2 separate regions of the Gossypium hirsutum genome follow, and region 2 is linked to region 1. A link is a contact called in public Hi-C data. All regions are on one chromosome and are shown on one strand. The core of a region is the stretch at or near the end of the contact, and the rest is flanking DNA. Distances in the headings are between cores, read along the strand shown.

Region 1 (4,526 bases), core at 775-3,274:
TATTGGTATTTGAATTGCTTAAGGCCCAAGTAAGCTTGAAATGGTAAACTTGTTGTTTAAGGTACATATTAGGTCCACACAGCCAGAGACAGGGGTGTGTGAATCGACTGTGTGAGACACACGGCTTAGCGACACGGCTGTGTGTCACCTTTTGAATGCTTAAGGTGCAAGTCAGTTAGTTACATGGCCCAGCACACGGCCTGGCACATGGGCGTGTAAAGCTATTTCGAAAGTTACACAACCTGACACACAAGCGTGTGACACAGCCGTGTGACCCTACTCAGTGAGTTACACGGGTGAGGACACGGGCTGGGACACGACCGTATGTCTCTAGTTTAAAGGTTACACAGCCTGAGACACAGACGTGTGTCTCAGCCGTGTGGGCACATGGCCGTGTGAACTCTGTTTTCAATTTTTGTGAATTTTTCCAAAGCTTTCCAAATGATTTCAAGTTGGTCTCGATTTGTTTCTAAAGTATTTTTAAGGCCCCGAGGGCTAGATTTATAGACAATATGTGTATGTAAGAATGGTTTAAGTTATGTTTATGATTTTTGAATGAAATTAATTATGAATGTTCTAATTGTATAGTAATGCTTGTAACCTTAATCTGTAACAGAAAGGGGTTAGGGGTGTTATAGTTTACGAAAATGAGGTTCTAAAATTGTGTTTTTCAACACCAGTAAAACTCGAGTCGTTACATATACCTTTAACCCAGCTTGGGCATGTGGTAATAAAGAAGTGACCAGAAGCCACCCATCTATAAATACCCCAAGGCACAACATAGAAAAGGGGTACTCTTTTCTTCATTCTAAAACCCCCTATCATAATAAGCCCTCACCCCCTTTTTTATTCTACTACTTTCTAGCTCTACACCTTGTAAAGGTGAATCGACCTCCTCACCACCCCTACCTTCTCCACCCTTATTGATATTTTGTATCAACACAATTTAAGAAACAAATAGACTCCATTATTTCTCTCTCTTGTAAAACCCTAACTCTCCATTTTTCTTAATCTTTTCCATTCTCTTCAAAACCCTTTTTGCTATCTTTTATGAATATATTATTCTTCTAGTACACTAAAAAAACTAATCTTTACATAGTAATGTTACAAAAATTAATGTGTAATTTTTTTAATATGATTAGATATTTTTAGAATAAACTACATCGCAAGTTACTCTAAAACAACGTCGTTCTTATTTTGGTCACTCTAATTTTTCTTATCAATTTGGTCACTCTAATTACGATAATTGCTCAAATTGGTCACTGTCGTTAAAAATTCTTTTAATCCACTAATGAATTGATAATGTTGCATTTGTTTTTATTTTTGACTAAAATTAGAGACATTTCAATAATTAGTCCAAAACAATATTTTTTTGGGTTTATTTGCTTCCGTTCTCCATGCCTAACTTTTTATATAGGAGAGCTTTAAAACTTTTGGGGAAGATTTTGATAATCTTTTGGAGTTCTATATGAATCTAAATTGGTCACCACCATCATCATTATCGAAATTCAAAAAAGAAAAAGTGAGAGAAGGTTATAATCTTTGACGAAAATGATTGTTATCGGAATTGAAAATTGGTAACAAAAAGGAGAAACTTGAAGAAGAAGAGCTTAAAAAGGTGATATAGAAAGTTATAAATTTAAACTAAAGCGACCTTCGTTGTCACTGAAACTCGAAAAAGAGCTTGTTAAACCATAAAAAGAAGAGCCTAATAAGGTAACAAAAAGGTATAAACTTAAACAAAATCAACCACTGTCTTAATGGGAACCCGAAAGAGAGATCGGTAAACTCGAAAATGAGCTTGAAAATGTGATACAAAGCTATTATGTTCTATCGAAAAATCTATCAAGAGTTCACAAAGCTGGGATTAATGAAGTTGAGAAATAAGTGTTGAATTTTAGTTGTTTTTGAAAAAGTTCATAGAGATTCCTAACTTTAGTAAAAAAAAAAGAAGAAAATACCACGTTAAACAATCCATTACCGAAATAAGGAAATTTAAAAAAAATTATACAACCCTATTGCCATATAATATAAGCTATTGTTTATTAAGTTGGGATGTTTAAAATGTGAAACATAGCTCGGATGTGTTTTTCGATTGCCTAAATTATTGTGTAATTTAAAAGACTTACTCGCTCGGTCTTTTCTTTCTCTTTTTATTCGTGTTTGAGTTTGTTTGGTTTTCCCCTAAGTTGCCGCCGCTGCCGCAGGATAGAATCTTCTCTTTCCCTCTCTTCCTAAGAAGTCCTGAAGAAGATAAGTAAATGGAATCCTTGAAGAGGAAGTCAGATGAGGGTATATCCTCTGAGTCTCCTCCGCCGCCGCAGAAGAAGAAACATCTCGGTGAAGACGTCTCACCGTTGGCGGAGGAAGCCGTCGGATGTGTCCATGATGTTTCATATCCTGAAGGTTATGTTCCTTCTGCTTCCTCTTTACAATTTCCAGCTGACTCTAAACCTGCCAAGGAGTTTCCTTTCACGCTTGATCCCTTTCAGTCTGAAGCTATTAACTGCCTCAATCGTGGCGAATCTGTCCTTGTAAGACATTCTTTTGTTTTTCTTGTTCTTTTCTGACACAACAAAGAAAGTAGAGAAAGTGAAATGCTAGTTTCAATACAGGTATCGGCACATACATCAGCAGGCAAAACTGTAGTAGCTTTATATGCTATTGCTATGTCTTTGCGGAATAATCAGCGTGTTATATATACTTCACCTATTAAGGCTCTCAGCAATCAGAAGTATAGGGAGTTTAAAGAGGAGTTTTCCGATGTCGGTTTGATGACTGGAGATGTTACAATTGACCCTAATGCTTCTTGTTTGGTTGGTACTTTACTTGCTATCCGTCTCATATTACGTTTTCTCCTTTAGTATTTGATTTTTTCATATGTTCCCAACTGTTTGATTTTCAGGTGATGACCACGGAAATCTGGCGAAGTATGCAGTATAAAGGGTCCGAGATTGTTCGTGAGGTGGCATGGGTTGTTTTTGATGAAGTGCATTACATGCGTGATCGCGAGAGAGGTGTTGTCTGGGAAGAGAGTATTGTTATGGCACCGAAGAACTCTCGATTTGTATTTCTTTCAGCAACTGTACCTAATGCGAAGGAATTTGCTGATTGGGTGGCCAAGGTGGTTAATGTTTGCTTTAATTTATTCACCAACTTTCAACTTGAATATAATTAATCAATGCTCTTTAGCCAGCTTATCTTTTTTGAATAGCAGCAAACTTATTTTCATTTCTCTTAGTAGGGTATATTTGTAAAATGTACAAGCTTGGTGTTTTGTTTATCTTTTTCCCTCCATAAATAGAAAGTAGGAAAGTTTTCTTTGAGGAACTATGAGGAGAACAGTAAAAAATAAACTACATAAAACAACCCAGCACAAATCTGAAATTCTTGATTTTAAATCTTATTATTAAAACATTATTTTAAAAAAAATTATTATAGTTAACATGATTGATGTTAGTTGCCTGTGACATATTTAGTCTTTCCATTGGTCAACCTTGATTCTACTATTTTGATCTTTGAGTTGGTAAGGTCCTGCCAGCATAGACACTATAGACTGGTTTGTTTGCTTTAGTCTTTTAAGAGCGGTTTTAAGCTTGTTTATGGGTGATATGTTTTTTCTCAACCCTGCTTTTTTGTAACTTTTAGTAAAGATTTAAGAAAATATATCAGAAGCATATTAACTTTGTGTTTTCATTTCCTTTGAAACATTCCTGTGTGAAATACTAGTCCTAACCCTAATGATCCCTGCTTTTGATTTTTGTGAATGGATTTTGTATCTAGAAAGTGATTATGAATCTTGAGGACATTATAAACTTCTTTGTTTTTGAGTAGGATGCTTTTGGGATCAAGCACATAGATTTCATCACTAGGTGGTTCTATAGATCATTAACTTTATAGCTTGTTTAATTGTTTAAATATGTCTGCTTATTGATTCTGTGGTTGCAGGTCCACAAACAACCATGCCACATAGTTTACACCGATTATAGGCCAACCCCTCTTCAGCATTATATTTTCCCTGCTGGAGGTGATGGTCTGTTTTTGGTGGTAGATGAGAAAGGAAAATTTCGGGAGGATAGCTTTCAGAAAGCGTTAAATGCATTAGTTCCTACAAGTGAAAGTGACAAGAAAAGAAATAATGGTAAATCACAAAATGGGTTAGTGATGGGAAAAGTTAGTGAACAAAGTGACATCTTCAAGTTGGTGAAAATGATCATTCAGCGACAGTACGATCCTGTAATAATTTTTAGCTTTAGCAAAAGGGAATGTGAATTTCTTGCAATGCAGGTGGGTCTCAAAAGAACCTTTTGTTATTTTAATATGTATATTGTTGGTATAGGGAAGATATGGGTGGATGGCATGTCTTCTTTCCTCTTACAACCCAAAAGATCCCCAACTATATTAGTATGTTTTAAAAAGAATCCTTGCTCAACATTGTGCTAGATATAATGTTGGCAAGTTAGTATTATAAATATGCTCTATAGTTATTAGACACCTACATCAAGTTTGGCTCAGTGGTTGTTGCT
Region 2 (4,526 bases), core at 561-3,060, 200 kb before region 1:
AGTGGAATTAAGCACCCTTTGCATATTTTTCACATTGGATTTGAGAGACTCCAACACAAAATCTTTATGCTACTCCTTCATTGAGTCCAACTCATCAATGCATCTCTCGACCACCTCAAGTGTCTCCCTCATGTCCTCCACGGGCTCTTGGAGATTGACCAGTTATCCTTTCAAAGTCGACAGTATGTCCCTCGATCGGCTTGCTTTCCTAGCCCTCCCACGAGGCTCCATTGGCTCCATATGATTGGCAACTTCTTTCGACATCTCGAATGGTATCTTCATAATCTTAGCTCTGACACCAACTGTTATGGGGCTAGACTTTTCATCTCGCAATCTGTGTGGCCTTAGGAGATTCTTTTGCTTCAAATGCGCCTAAGTCAGCCTTAACTCTTGCAAAATGAAGATTCTCGCAGAATTCCTCTAAGGCACCATAGTGTAGCGGAAGTAATCTCAAACACAAAAGAAGCTCAAAAGAGCATAATAGCCACAAAAAAAAAGCAATACACACAAGGTATTTGAATAAATGCTCTCAATATATTCTTTAACGCAAAAAATAGAATACAATGCATAAAATAGATGATTACAAATGAGGAGGAGACTTTCTATTTATAGTTGAGCTCCCCAAAATCGACAGTATAGATTGAGTTACATTGACGGACGAGATCGAAGTCTATCTACAATTAAAGGATTTACACAGTCTTCAAAATTACAAAATCAAATCTTCTAAAATTACTTTCCCTATTTACCAATGTAGCCCTAATTTTTCATAATTGCTTCGTTGGGTCACCAAGACTTTATGTGAATGGGCTTCGTCACTTGTTAAATGAACCCGATTTAATATGTAGATCTCCATGGGACACTTTTGTTGCAAAGCCTATGACTTGTGACACTAGCATATGGTTTAGCAATAGTGATTCGAAAAAAAAAATGGAATTTTGGACGTTGAACTCAATTTTTATTTACAACAGTTGGATTCATTTGTTTTTGGTAAGCTTAAAAATTGTAAGTATATATGGAAGTTGAGTTAATTAGACGAGTGTTTAATGGCTGCTTGTGGTCACAAAATCTAGATATGGTTTGACGTTAAAACTAAGGAAAATCAGAGCTAAACTCCCATTGTATTGAAGCTGGAAGGAAATTCAGTAGTTTAGACAACTCAAGACTAATCAATTACTCCCTAATTTATCCCTTTTCATTTCGTTTTAGTTAAATGTCATTCATAACGACTGAGTTAATTAATGGTTGGTGAACTCTACAGCTCAATAATTTAATATTTCCGTTGAACCCAATTTTGGATTTGAGTTCCCATTGTTATAATCTTTCCTTGTTTAATATAGTGTTTAAAAATATTAAATTATGATTTAATTTTTTAAAAAATAAAAATATATAAACATCAAAATATACAATTTAATTTTAAGTTTTGAAAAATTCTTACTGCATCTGTGAATATTATAAAAGTGTCAATTGGTCAAAAACTTAGCTTTCATTTCTTGCAAAAAGGTATCTATCCAAGGCTATTTAATTGAATAAACTAATAAATACAAGCACCAGCAGTTGGTTTTACTTTTATCCAAGCTAAATAATGATAATGTATTCATGAAGTCAAATACTAGGTGATGGATCACGTTCCTTGCAATGGTATCAAAATTCACAATAAATAGATCAACTAAATTTAGGCTTAAATGTGGCATGAATTTCACAATAAATAAATAAATTAAATTTAAGATTAATATGAATTTGGAATTTTTTTTATATTAGGGCCTAAATTTCTTTTATATAAATTAGACTTTAAATTTAGTAATTGTTCTCACACTAGGCTTAAACTAAACACCAGTTCCAACATTGAGACTTAAATTTTTTTATCCAAATTAGTTCTTGAATTTAACAATTGTTTCCATATTAAATCTTTAACTTTAAGATTTAAAGGATTAATTTAGATAAAAAAATTCAGGTCTTAATATGAAAAAAAAATTACCAAATTCAAGTTTCAAAAAGATATTTAACCCTAAAATTTATGTTTTGATACGTTAATCTAAATTTGTGCCCAAACATGGATTAAGGCCCATCTCATTCATGCTTTTGCCCAAACCTTAAACCCAACGAAAAAGAATCTTTACCATTTTCATCTCTTTCTCCAACTCTTCAGTGAACCGTCACAGTAACTGAAACGATCCCATTGTCGTTATGGCAGTTACTCTGAAAAGATTATCCTCAATTCCTCCTTTCATTTTCAGGAACTTTCCTCTTTCTACTCCTTCACGTTTTGGCTCTCTCTATAATTTCTTTGAGTCCTCAACTAACCGAACAGCATTGCCAAATAGCGTGGTCAACTCCGGTCAGTTTCTATAGCATCTCAGCTGTTTGCTAAAATGTCTCAATGGATATGTATTGCTTAAATACTTACCGGTTACCTTTGCTCTTTCTTCATATTCTTTTTTCTGTCAAGACAGAAACTGGAGCTGACGTTGATGATGGCCAGGAGTTTTTAAAATGGAAAAATGGTGGTGGCCATTTTCATCAGTCAGCTTGTATTGATCCAACTGTGGTTATCGAGATTGGTGCGATAGTTTATCCGAAATCCGTTTTGGGTGCAAATGTTCATGTTGGTTCAGGGACTGCTATTGGCCCTTGTGTTAAAATCGGCCAGTTTACAAAGATTGGGTAAATCTTTCAATATGACATCCCATGTTGTGAACTTTGATGTTTTGCTTTAATTTTGTGTTTATGGCCTCTTTGTTTCCTGATTGATTTATTAAACTTTGTTCAGGTATAATGCTGCACTTAGTAACTGCAGTGTAGGTGATTCATGTGTAATCCATAATGGAGTTTGCATCGGTCAAGATGGTAAGTCAGCTTCTTCTCAGCTTGAAAGTTATAAAAGACATCGGATTTATTCATTTGGTAGTTAATCCGTTATCAAAATGTCTACATATATCTCCTTTACTTCCTTACCTGTGTTATTGGACTATTGAAGTGTAATTTTGTACTGAAGTTGAATTTTTTTATCTAATTTTATTTATTGCAGGATTTGGATTTTTTGTCGATGAGGATGGCAACATGGTCAAGAAGCCTCAAGTTGGTGTTTATTGGATTTTAAGAATTACAACATTCACAACTAGAAAAATATCCTACCATGATCATATTTCTTAACAGCTAATTGGCCATAACTTGAAATATTTATATACAATCTATTAACCGATAGAATAGTTGAAATTGTCTCTTATGCTACATAGGAACTTCTTTAAAACTTGCTTGTGTTTCGAGCACTACGAGGCATAACTTAGGAATTGTTTTATGATTAACATTTCAATTATCATTGAATTTATTCTTGTTGATTTAGAAAAGAAAAAAGGTAAAGAATTGCTGCTTGGGTATTTCAGATTTGTTGAACAAGTAAATTCATTTATTGTTTTTTTCTGTGTTGTTCTTCCTCAGATGTTAAATGTTAGGATAGGGAACCACGTGGATATTGGAGCTAATACATGCATTGATCGGGGCAGGCTAGTTATCTATTAACTCTGAATGTTTTCCATTTCTAACTTGTTTCTGCATTCCTGAGCAGACCAATGTTGAATGAAAGTATATCACCTACTTGGTTGTGCAGTTGGAGAGACACAGTAATAGGAGCTCATACAAAGATAGATAACTTAGTTCAGGTGGTGTTTTCTGTCTGACCTTGTTGATAGCCATACTCTATGTTAATGCCCTTACCCAAATGCTGGCCATGCAGATTGGACATAATGTAGTTATTGGGAAAAGTTGCATGCTTTGTGGACAGGTCGGCATAGCTGGTTCAGTGATGTATGTTATTAGTATCCTTTAGTTCTTTTCTCCAGTTTTCCCTTCGAGTTTCTTATGTCTCTGAGTGTGCTCAAGTATGTGAACTTGATAAAATTTTCAAAATTTCTGGGAGTTGTGATCATATTTGGTTTCTGTCCTGCCACAGAATAGGAGACTATGTAGTCCTTGGGGGAAGAGTAGCAGTGCGTGATCATGTCTCTATCATATCAAAGGTATTTACTTGATATTGAGAACAAAAAGTTAATTCTTGTTTTGAGTTGTTGAGGGTCCTTTAAAATTTTATATAGTGACACAATTAAGAGATCAATATGACAATCAATTTTCATGTTAGAAATTTAACATCATATTAGCAAATGCCTGGCAAGAAAAAGGACCTATTGCTAAACTTTTCAGATTGTATACTTGCTCAAAGCTGTCTTGCTTACTGTATGTTTTTCCTTTGTCATTGATTTGATTATATCCCATTGAAATAGCAAAGGGAGTTAAAGGTTTAAATGCTTCCATGAAGGGTATGTTTCTAAATGAAGTTAGTCATGCAGGTGCGACTAGCTGCTAATAGCAGTGTCACTAAGGACATCAGAGAGCCTGGGGACTATGGTGGCTTCCCTGCTGTAAGGATACATTTACATTTTCAATAACTTTGATCTGTTATCAATGTAGAACTATCGAGTAAAAACTCATCTGCCAAATTCTTTTTCTTGCAAAGCTGACACAAAAAGGGACCT

Evidence for each region. Hi-C and Micro-C count contacts between places; a contact is called where the count stands out from the background.
Region 2: a Hi-C map of leaf shows a contact between it and region 1, with 2.0 times the contacts expected there. The contact joins the promoter of LOC107961955 here to the promoter of LOC107961953 in region 1. A contact is called at or near these places in 4 of 34 Hi-C or Micro-C datasets (hypocotyl and leaf).

Annotation. Positions count from the first base shown.
Region 1 is chrA06:115,008,681-115,013,206 of Gossypium_hirsutum_v2.1, reverse strand. It overlaps LOC107961953 (DExH-box ATP-dependent RNA helicase DExH9), which reads left to right and starts at 2,024. Exons shown (of 14, transcript XM_016898142.2): 1 at 2,024-2,534; 2 at 2,616-2,816; 3 at 2,906-3,124; 4 at 3,949-4,287. The coding sequence starts at 2,262.
Region 2 is chrA06:115,203,906-115,208,431 of Gossypium_hirsutum_v2.1, reverse strand. It overlaps LOC107961955 (probable UDP-3-O-acylglucosamine N-acyltransferase 2, mitochondrial), which reads left to right and starts at 1,810. Exons shown (of 10, transcript XM_016898144.2): 1 at 1,810-2,335; 2 at 2,451-2,661; 3 at 2,768-2,844; 4 at 3,026-3,075; 5 at 3,436-3,500; 6 at 3,605-3,656; 7 at 3,731-3,801; 8 at 3,947-4,013; 9 at 4,341-4,412. The coding sequence starts at 2,185.